2 separate regions of the Gossypium arboreum genome follow, and region 1 is linked to region 2. The links are chromatin contacts, called in public Hi-C maps. All regions are on one chromosome and are shown on one strand. Each heading gives the region's core, a stretch centred on a gene start, on an enhancer-like site or on the middle of the called end of the contact. The rest is flanking DNA. Distances are from core to core; before and after follow the strand shown. Region 1 has its middle 20 kb from the start of LOC128280467. Region 2 holds the start of LOC108463174 (40S ribosomal protein S28).

Region 1 (4,986 bases), core at 1,705-4,204, 140 kb before region 2:
AACATTAAAAACGGAGCTTAGAATCAATTACTATTAAGCTTGGAAGCTTGGTCAAACCCTAACCATGGCTACTCTTGGTACATTCTACTGTAGCAATAAGAAAGGGACACATTTGGAGTTTAAAATTTGTCTTTTAATTCATTTTACCCCTAAATAACCAAAATGCCATTTTTACTATTCTTTCAAATTTTACCTAATCAAGGCCATTTTTGTCCAACAAGTTAAACAATGGTTTAATTATCATTTAAGGACCTCTCATTTAAAATTTCATAATAATTTGATACTTCTAACATGTAGAACTCAACTTTTGCACTTTTTACAATTTAGTCCTTTTTACTAAATTGAGTGCCCAAAAGTCGAAATTTTCGAACAAAATTTTCATGAAATCATTTTATGAAAGCGTAGTCCATAAAAATATAATAAAAGTAAAATTTTCCTCATCGTATTTGTGGTTCCGAAATTACTGTTCCGACTAAGCCTAAAATCAAGATATTACAAGTTTCACAAAGAAAAGACTCTGAAATCCCATACCTTCCCTTGAAAAAAATTAAGTATAGTATTAATAGAAGTTTATGTAAGCATGAAGGAAGCGTTGGTGATTAACCAATAAAGTTTTTCTTTTGGTTTTAATTTTGTTGTTTATGGTCAAACGCATCTTTCATTATTCAAAAATAACCCGACGAAAGTAATAACGGCGACATCTATAGGGACAGAAATGAAAAGCTAAAGAAATAGTGGTCGACGTGGCAATTTCCAACGCGGACTCCAAACGTGGTCTCCGACAGTCAACGCGTTTGATATAAATATTCACGCCACTTTATCGGCTCACGTGTAACAACATTTTTAACGGTCCAATCTAACATTTGCTTTTTTAGTCAACCATCTCTTTGGTTTTAGATAAATAATATGCTAATACAATGCATTGAGCTGAGATTTTTTTATTTTAAATTGTTTACATGCCAATAGAAGTTGTATTTTTAATTTATTTCAACGATTAATATAAATAAAAATATTTAATAATTTTTACATTAAATAGTTTTGTTTATATTCAAAAGGTATATAAAATTAAATTGATTTCTGTTTTATATTAAATTATTTAAAATTTATTTATTCTTATATTTAATTTTTGAAATATTTTTATATATAATATTAATTTTACAAATAATTTAAATTAATTATTTAAGAAAGCATTTAAAATTTATATTTGATGTTAAATTATCTAAATATCTTATAACCTAACAAATTGTTTATAATATCTAAAAATGACATTTTAACCTTCAAAGTTAATAAAAAATATTTTTTTCACGCCATTTTTGTACTACACTTTTTAAAAACACCTTTTCTAAAAATGCTTTTCAACTACAACAACGATAAAGAACTAACTCTTCCAAACACAAGCTAGACAAGTGAAAAAGTACTTTTTAATTTCACTTTTGACTCCAAAAATCAAATAGTTTTTATTATTTTTGTAGTAAAAAAATACTTTTGACATGAAAGTGTTTTTTTACCGCAACAAAGAACATACCTTCAACCTATATATTTCATTGATTGGAGATGTAAAAATAAAATAAAGGGTAAATTATTTTGTTATTCACCTTAAATGGTGTTTGTTTTTATTTTCATCACTCTATTTTTTTGTTAATTTTGTCACTCTAAAAAAAATTGTTTAAAGTGATCTCTCTATCGTTAAATGGTAATGGAAAGACAATGATTCATTTTCACGTATTATTTTAGGGCAACCCGAATAGAAACAACTCCTATTTAAAGTGACTAAAAGATAGTTTACATTAATTTTAGAGTGACTAACATGGAAATGCATAGTCAGCATTCTGTTACCATTATCAAAACAGTTGTCAAATTGATCAATTTCTTTTTTGGATGACCAAATTAATAATAGAAAAATAAAGTGAATGAAATAAAAACAACCTTATTTAGCCCTAAAATAAATCATGCTACCTCATTATATGGTGTTAATTATTTTAAACAAATTATATTTGTATCATGATTGAAAGAATCGAGGTAAATTTTAAGAATCTTTTGTTAAAATATAATATAGGTCTTTGAATTTTTCATGATTTAGAATTTAGTCTTTGTATTTTTACTTTTAAGAAGTTGGTCTCTATTTTTAGATTTCTACATTTAATTTCAATTTTAACCCTTGTTAAATTTTTTCCTTAAATTTATTAATGTGATATTTGAAATAAAATAAATAAATACTTAATAATAATGCAAATAACAATTAATGCAACTAAAAATAATTGTAATAAAGTTGAATATAACAAAATAATCTTAATAATATTAACAACTTGACCTAAATTTAAATTTAAAAAATAAAAAATTAAACTTTTAAAAATAAAAATATAAAAAAATTAAATTTAAATTTACCAAAAATATAAACACTTGTGAAATATTTTAAATTTTTTCTTGTAAAGAATTATCATTATTTAACAAGAAATAGATAGAGAATAGTAAAACTAATGAATTCTAAAGCGATGAAAATGACGTGTGACTATAAAATACTAACAACTTTGCTTAATCATCATTGCATGCAATAATTGAAAAGTAGTCTGCCACAAAGTTAATGCCATACTGACTTGGTCCAACCAATATGAAAAATGCAATAGACAAAGTTAATCTGGATTATACTTATATCTAAAAAGTATTATTGTTACTTGAAAAGGATGTAGGTTAGTTGAAGGCACTTTAGCATGTAATTATCCTCAACCTTAAGATTTGGAGGATTATTGATAGTTTAGCATCACAGTTTTTTATTTTTTCGGCTCTCTCATTTGGATTGCAAAAATGTTGAAAATAATGAAGCGGGTTTTGGGCGAGCGATCAATTTTTAGAAATCAACTATTATGTTTAGCTCTAGCACTCTCCTCTTCATGTGTAAGTCCATCATAGCAACTTTGGGGGTTATTGCCCCTCTTAATTATGGTTGCTATCTTAGGTTTCCATCTTTAATTGGTCATAATAAGAAGTAGATTTTTTCGTTTTGGCGGTAGAAGCTCAGTAAGCACATTTTTTTGCTAGAAGTATAAGATGCTTTTAAAGCTAGGGAAAGAGGTACTACTTAAAATTGTAGCTCAGTCCATTCCTATATTTTGTATGAATTTTTTTTGTTGCCTTTTAATATGGGATGCGCTAAAGAATATGATGAACTCCTTTTGGTGGGGTTCAAGCTCTTCTGACCGCAGTGGCATTCATTGGGCGGCTTGGGACAATTTATGTGCTCCTAAAAAGTTTGGTGGCATAGATTTTTGGAATTTATGTTGCTTCAATTTGGCCATTCTTGGCAAACAAGCTTTTCGATTTCTTTCGAACGTTGCTATCTCGTCTCTATGTAGCTAAATATTTTCCTAACGGTACCTTCTTGAAGCAGATGAGGGATCAAATCCATCCTACATATGGCAGAGCCTATTGGCTGCTAGGCCACTATTAGTATAAGGCTGCCGTTGGTAGTTTGGGGATGGTGACAGTATTGAGGTTTTTAAACACCTTAGGATTAATGATGATAAGAATTTTTTTTGTAGAACCATTGCCTCTCCCGGGTATGGAAAATTCAAAAGTGAAAAATATATTAATTGTTGATGATAAGTCTTGGGATAAGGATTTTATTGAAGTCATTCTTACACAATTTGATGTTGGACGTGTTTTGTGGCTACTAGTTCCGTATTACCCAATGCTGGATTATCCTGTTTGGCATTTCAGTATGGATGGGCATTATTTTGTTCAATCCAGGTACAAATTAGCATTGACCACCACCATGAATATTGAACAACATTTTTAGAAGAGCCTAGGTCGATTTTGTGGGATAGCTGGCTTGCCTCAAAGGTAACGAACTTTGTTTAGCGATGCCTATGTGGCTTTGTTCCTATGAAAGCTCTACTAGTAGACAAAGGAGTGATTGGGGATGTTGCATGCTTAGTTTGCGATGAAGTCAAAAATTTAGATCATGTGCTGTTAGGTTATCTTCGAGCTTGGGAAATATGGGATGTTATAGGTTGCTAGTTGCAGCACTCGATGGTTTTGGAATTTATTGATTTAATATTGCACTTAACAGATGAAAAGCTGGGAATTCAGTGCTTGGTTATTTCCTGGAGCCATTGGTTCCATTGGAATCTTGTTGTTTGGAAGAATGTAATGGTTTCACTTATTTGTATTGTATCTACAACACCTTTTGCCCAAACCAATTGTTGAGTTCGAGTTATGGAATGGTACAGTTGTTGTTGGAGCAACTACCTAAAAACACTGTAAATAAATCAATTAAACATTCAAATATTCCATATATGCACTCATTACATGCTAAATAAACTTTTCCAAGACTCAATTGAGCTTATGAAAGCTCAATTGCTAAATCCGAACATGAAATAAGACCAAATTGCAAAATTTTCAAAGTCTTAGTATAGGTATCGATACCCTTGATAGGTACTAATACCATTTTAAACTTCGATGTTTCAAAAAAATTAGTTGAAATTGAAAGGTATCGATACCATACTTAAGGTACCGAAACTTCCTTCTATGTATCGATACTTTACTTTAGTATCGATACTATTTTAAGGTTCGATGTTTGAAAAATTAAAGAAAAACCACTTATGTACCTATACCCTTTTCAATGTATTGATACCTCTGTGCCAAAAGTGCCAAAACTTGCATTTTGATACCTATTTCATGCCAACTTATCACCTTATCACAAATGGTGCACAAATACACACTAAAACCAACATAAAAACTAACCAAATTCATACTAACACATGGATATAACCATTTATAACCCATCTAATTCAACATTTCAACCAACTTGGCATCCAATAATCATACCATCCTATACAAACTTAGCTTTCAAATTTATACCATTTAACCATTCAAACTCATCACATTAACCTTACCATTCCACGTTCAAAATTTCCATTCATAAACCACATTTATAGCTTAAATTATAACCAAACATACACATATACACATATGAATCATAACATCACC
Region 2 (4,982 bases), core at 2,094-4,593:
TTAAGAGTAGAAGATGCTCTTAATGCAACTAAGGTAATATATGAATCTTGAAGCTTGTCTTGATGATTGTTTTGTAATTATTGTCCTTCAATACCATATAAAACTGCATGTTTTGGGCTATTTATTAGGCAGTAGTTGAGGAAGGTATTGTTGTCGGTGGTGGATGTACTTTGCTGAGACTTGCTTCTAAGGTAGATGCTATCAAGGATTCACTTGATAATGATGAAGAAAAGGTAAATCGTTTTGATAACTTAAAAAAATCTTAAACTTCAGAATTTTTTTTTGAAATATTTGGCTGTAGATAAAGTTCGTAAACCATAAATATATTGATTTACTATAGAATTCACAATAGAATCTTTTCCTTTCAATTTTTTTGTGCCTTAACTCATAACTCATAACTCACAATAGAATTCTTATTTTTTGTATTTATCCTTTACCAGCAAAGGCAGTAGAAGATATGGTGTTATTGAATGTGATCCACTAGTTCGAAAAGGACTTGAGAAAACTGTAAGTAGTCTTTAATAGATGGCACTTAACAAGCATTCCATTCATAAACAGTAACCCCCTTGAATAAATTTCTCTACTTGAAAGCATATGGATAAACTAATATCCCTTGTGCAAGCAGGCTAAGCACATGGTCATTCCTTATATGCAGCATTTAATTTCTTGCTTGAAGTTGATTAAACCATGCTGTAAATGCAAAACATTTATATGCTGTTCACATGCTAAATTAACCATTAGTGAGCTTAAAATTGATCTATTCGAATGTGTTAAATTCATTGTTCAATGTGATGTTATTTATGCTAATGTATTGAGTATATTAAGTTGTGCAATTTGATGTTATATGTGGCGTTAATGTTGACTTGTTAATTGCATATTTTATTATTAATCTGATTTAAGGTTCTGAATTTAGAAAAACTTTATCTTAAGATAAGTTATCTACTTTCATAATAACTGGAATCTGATTTTGTTATTTTGGTTGGTTCTTACCTTCATATGCCATTCATTAACTTTTGTTTCTTTTTTCTCAGGTTTGAGTTTTTGTTGGATACATGGTCCAGGATTAGCTGAATTTATGTATAGTGACGATTTGTTTGAGCTAACTACTGATCTTAAAGTATGCATTCTATTGTTATTTTGTTCTATTTGTATTTTGTTAGATTTCTGGTGTAGTTTGATAAGTGGGGTATTTTGTTTTATTGTTATTGATAAACTTTTTGTTTGGTGGGATATATATCTATATCATAGATATTATTCTTCTTCTCAATATTTTGATAATGAATTTTAATTTTTTTATATTTTTCATGAATTTTATAATATTTTATAATATATATTTTTTAAATTTTATGATTTTTAGCGGCGTTTCCTATAGTGGCATTTTTTGCAGCGCTTGCAAAAACGCCGCAAATAGTTTTAGTGATGCTTGCTTAAAAAAACGCCGCTAAAAGTCAGTTTTACTGTAGTGTCACCTCTTTCTAAATCTAATTTCTACCATTTTCTACATTTTCACCACAAATATTGATTCCCTTACAAAACAGTCCATACCTCAAATTCTAATTTTCTTAATATTATCTAAATTAAGACTAATATCTAATTATGATCCATGAATAACAAGTTATAAAACTAACTCTTCGTTATTGAAAACCTCTCGATTTAACTTTTTGGAACGACTTGAATTACCAATTCCGAGACAAAATCAATTTTTTTTTACATTGAAAAAATTTCAAGCAATTACAGGAATATTAAAACTCATTTTAATACACTCCCTAATCTGACTAAAGATGTCACAATATGGCAAGGCAACGTTGTGACATAAGTGCATAATGACCAATTTAGTTTAAAATTTGATCAGATGTTGCAACGCCATATGGTTCACATTGTGATGTTGCATAATTTTTGCTCAAATGGCACTACACTTTGCATCACATGTTACGATGTGGTGGCTCTCAACATCACGACGTTGATCAATATCTTCATCATATTTATCTATTATTTAAAAATATATAAATATTTATGAGATGACTTTATGTATTTATATTATCACATAAAATTAACACGTATTGCACAAGTAAAAATTAGTGATTTATATTTAATAATTGACAAAATCTCAATTTGTATTAAAAAAAGTTATATATCAGTAGTAGATTAAATTTTAAATAGTTATACTTTTATGTTTATAATATTTTTTTAATACAATGTTTAAAACTATTTAAAGTCTTTCTCAATCGTTAAAATAAGAGAAATAATGTGTTTCAGCACGGTTGAACCCACTTTCTCTTACACTAGCTATAATGCTTATACTAATTGAGCTAACACTCAATTGACGATTTATAATATTTTTAAATAGGAGTGTTTGATGTTTAAATATAAAGATATTAATTGACGCTTTTAGGAAACCACTTTAAGCTACCCCATTATTAAGTAAAATAGAATAAAATTATTTTTCTCATCTTCTCAATAATTAATTTTAATTATACTTAAATAACTTTTAAAAAATTATAAGTCCTTAAATACTTATTTTTTATTTATTGATGAGGTCATTTAATATGGATTATTGACTTGTGTACTAAACTTATAAATTGGCGATACATCAAATATTATCCTTTAAAAGTATTTAGAATTAATTTCTTTTTGTTGAGTATCATTTAAAATTTTAATTCACTTAATACCATAAATTTAAAATTAAATTTTATTAAATAATATAAAAATTAAATTTATTATAATTATTTATAATTGTATTAATATAAATGTATATAATTTACTTAACTAGAGGATATTAAAACTTACTGTTTAATATATATTTTATTATAAAATAAAATAAATAAAATATCGCTAGGAATATTTTCAATCAATGCTTTTAGTTGTTACCTATATTATTAATTAAATCTTTGAGTAAGTTGTGTGATTAGTTAATCGAGTACTACTAATTTAGTTAGAAAATTATTAATATATCTTTTTATTAGTTGACTATTATTAGTTTGATTTTTTTATATTTTCATATTTTTATATAATTTTTAAATAAAAACTAAAATTAACATGGAATTGAACATATGCTTAATACATTTATAAACGAATTATTTATCATTAAGTCAATAAATATTATTTATTATATATTATTTTTACACATACCTTTATAATATTTTATAAGGTGTAAAATCATAAAAACATTTAAATACAAGCTAAGAATTAAAAATATAAATAATTTAAAACTAAAAATTATGCTGATCAGACGGTCTCAACACTCCAAATCAAGGATCTACTAATTAATAACCATGCGTCTCACCTACACCCACGGATAAATCCCAAAAGCCCTAAATCGAATCAGGAAATGACCAAAACACCCAGATTAGAAAACTCAAATCCCTTGGGCATAATCGTCAATCAAAAAGATTTGTTTATATAACAACAACCCATCTAGGGTTTGCTTACGCACGCCCTCTTCAAAACTCACAAGAGAAGCAGCCGCTCCTCCTTCTATCTCCTAAACAAGGTTCAGCCATGTATTCTCTTCTTCTCTCGCAGTTTCTGTTGTCGTTTTTAGTTATATTTAGCTTTAGATTTGTTTCCGTTGAGTTAGTTTTAGGAATATGTTAGCCAATTATACGTGGAACCGTTCTTTTCAAGCTGTTTTCTAGGATATTTTTGTTGTTCTTTGCGAAATGGGTTTTCAAATTTATGGTCAGTAATCTTTGTCTAAAGGTTAAAGATCTAAGATTCGACTTGTTTTTGTTGTTGTTGTTGCAGAATGGATTCGCAAATTAAGTTTGCTGTGGTGGTGAAAATAATGGGAAGGACCGGTTCAAGAGGTCAAGTGACGCAAGTGAGAGTGAAGTTCTTGGATGATCAGAACCGGTTCATTATGAGGAACGTGAAGGGACCGGTTCGTGAGGGAGATATCCTCACATTGCTGGAGTCTGAGAGAGAAGCTAGGAGGCTTCGTTGAAGGGTTATTTTTATACTTTTTGGGGTTTATGCTTGTTTTGAATTGTCTACCGTATTTCTTTTGAATTACGTTTAGTAGGTATTCGTATATCGAGACTTGCGATTTGGGAGAATGGTTGTTTCTTAAACCTGGATTTTATGATGATTATGTTGAAATGAACTGAATTGGTTTTGAGTTTTGGTTATATTTTTGCCTCCCGTTTTGAGAAAAATGTTGGGATTAGATTTGTTTGTTTGAATGATCACTTGTTATGATTATGTAAGTTGTATTTGTATTAATTTAGCCTCTTATATATTTTATATTTATGGAAGATGAGAGAAATGAAATTGAGGCCCTTAACCCTTCCCTACTATGACACATTAAGCTAATGCCCTTTTTGTTCTCATATGCTTTTTTACATTAACCCTTCAATTTTGACTTCTTTTACAATTTAGTCCATAAATCAAACTTCTCAAATACTGGATTTTGAAACCAATTTGACTTCTCGAAATGAAAATTTTTGTGGCGTTGCATTATCTCCGTTGATGGAAATTTTGGCGCTTCAAAACCTATTTATATACCTGTACATAAAACCCAAGTCCGTTGCATTTTACATTTTGGTTGTTCTAATATGTTTAAATTTAATATTTAATATTTAATTTATATATTTTAATTTTAATATAATTTGGTCTTTATTTTTAAAATGTTATTTATTAGTCTAAATAGTTAATGTAGTTAACTTTTTATTAAAACATTGTGTTATATATAATTTGAATAGCTTAAGGGTTTTAAGAATTAACGCTTGGCTTTTCATTTCTTGTAGGGCTGCATCGTTTTTCTTATGCTAAGATAATGGTGAAATTTCAATTTTGGCCCCTAGGCTATACCGAAACTTGAGATGTAATGTATATATTTTAATAATTCGATCTCTCTACTTTTATTATAACATAAGTTAGTTTAAATAATTAATATTATTAATTATTTCAATTTAAATGTTAATGTCAATTTTATTAATAATGCTATTTCAACAAAAAAAATCATCATGACAATCTCGAATGAG

What was found. Hi-C and Micro-C count contacts between places; a contact is called where the count stands out from the background.
Region 1: a Hi-C map of leaf shows a contact between it and region 2, with 4 times the contacts expected there. The contact joins the enhancer-like site here to the promoter of LOC108463174 in region 2. A contact is called at or near these places in 2 of 5 Hi-C or Micro-C datasets (both in leaf).

The regions. Positions count from the first base shown.
Region 1 is chr1:75,798,214-75,803,199 of ASM2569848v2, reverse strand. No RefSeq gene overlaps it. Among protein-coding and RNA genes, the nearest start is that of LOC128280467, 20 kb to the right of the region's middle. Within about 2 kb of position 2,954, at least 2 of the 2 cell types and tissues checked have an H3K27ac peak or open chromatin away from gene starts, as enhancers often do. A contact at or near this core is called in leaf, where this site is marked.
Region 2 is chr1:75,662,485-75,667,466 of ASM2569848v2, reverse strand. It overlaps LOC108463174 (40S ribosomal protein S28), which reads left to right and starts at 3,343. Exons shown (of 2, transcript XM_053029043.1): 1 at 3,343-3,490; 2 at 3,745-4,127. The coding sequence starts at 3,746. The coding sequence ends at 3,943. LOC108466450 (a long non-coding RNA gene) reads left to right here. Exons shown (of 7, transcript XR_001868634.2): 4 at 1-33; 5 at 129-233; 6 at 441-507; 7 at 1,032-1,296.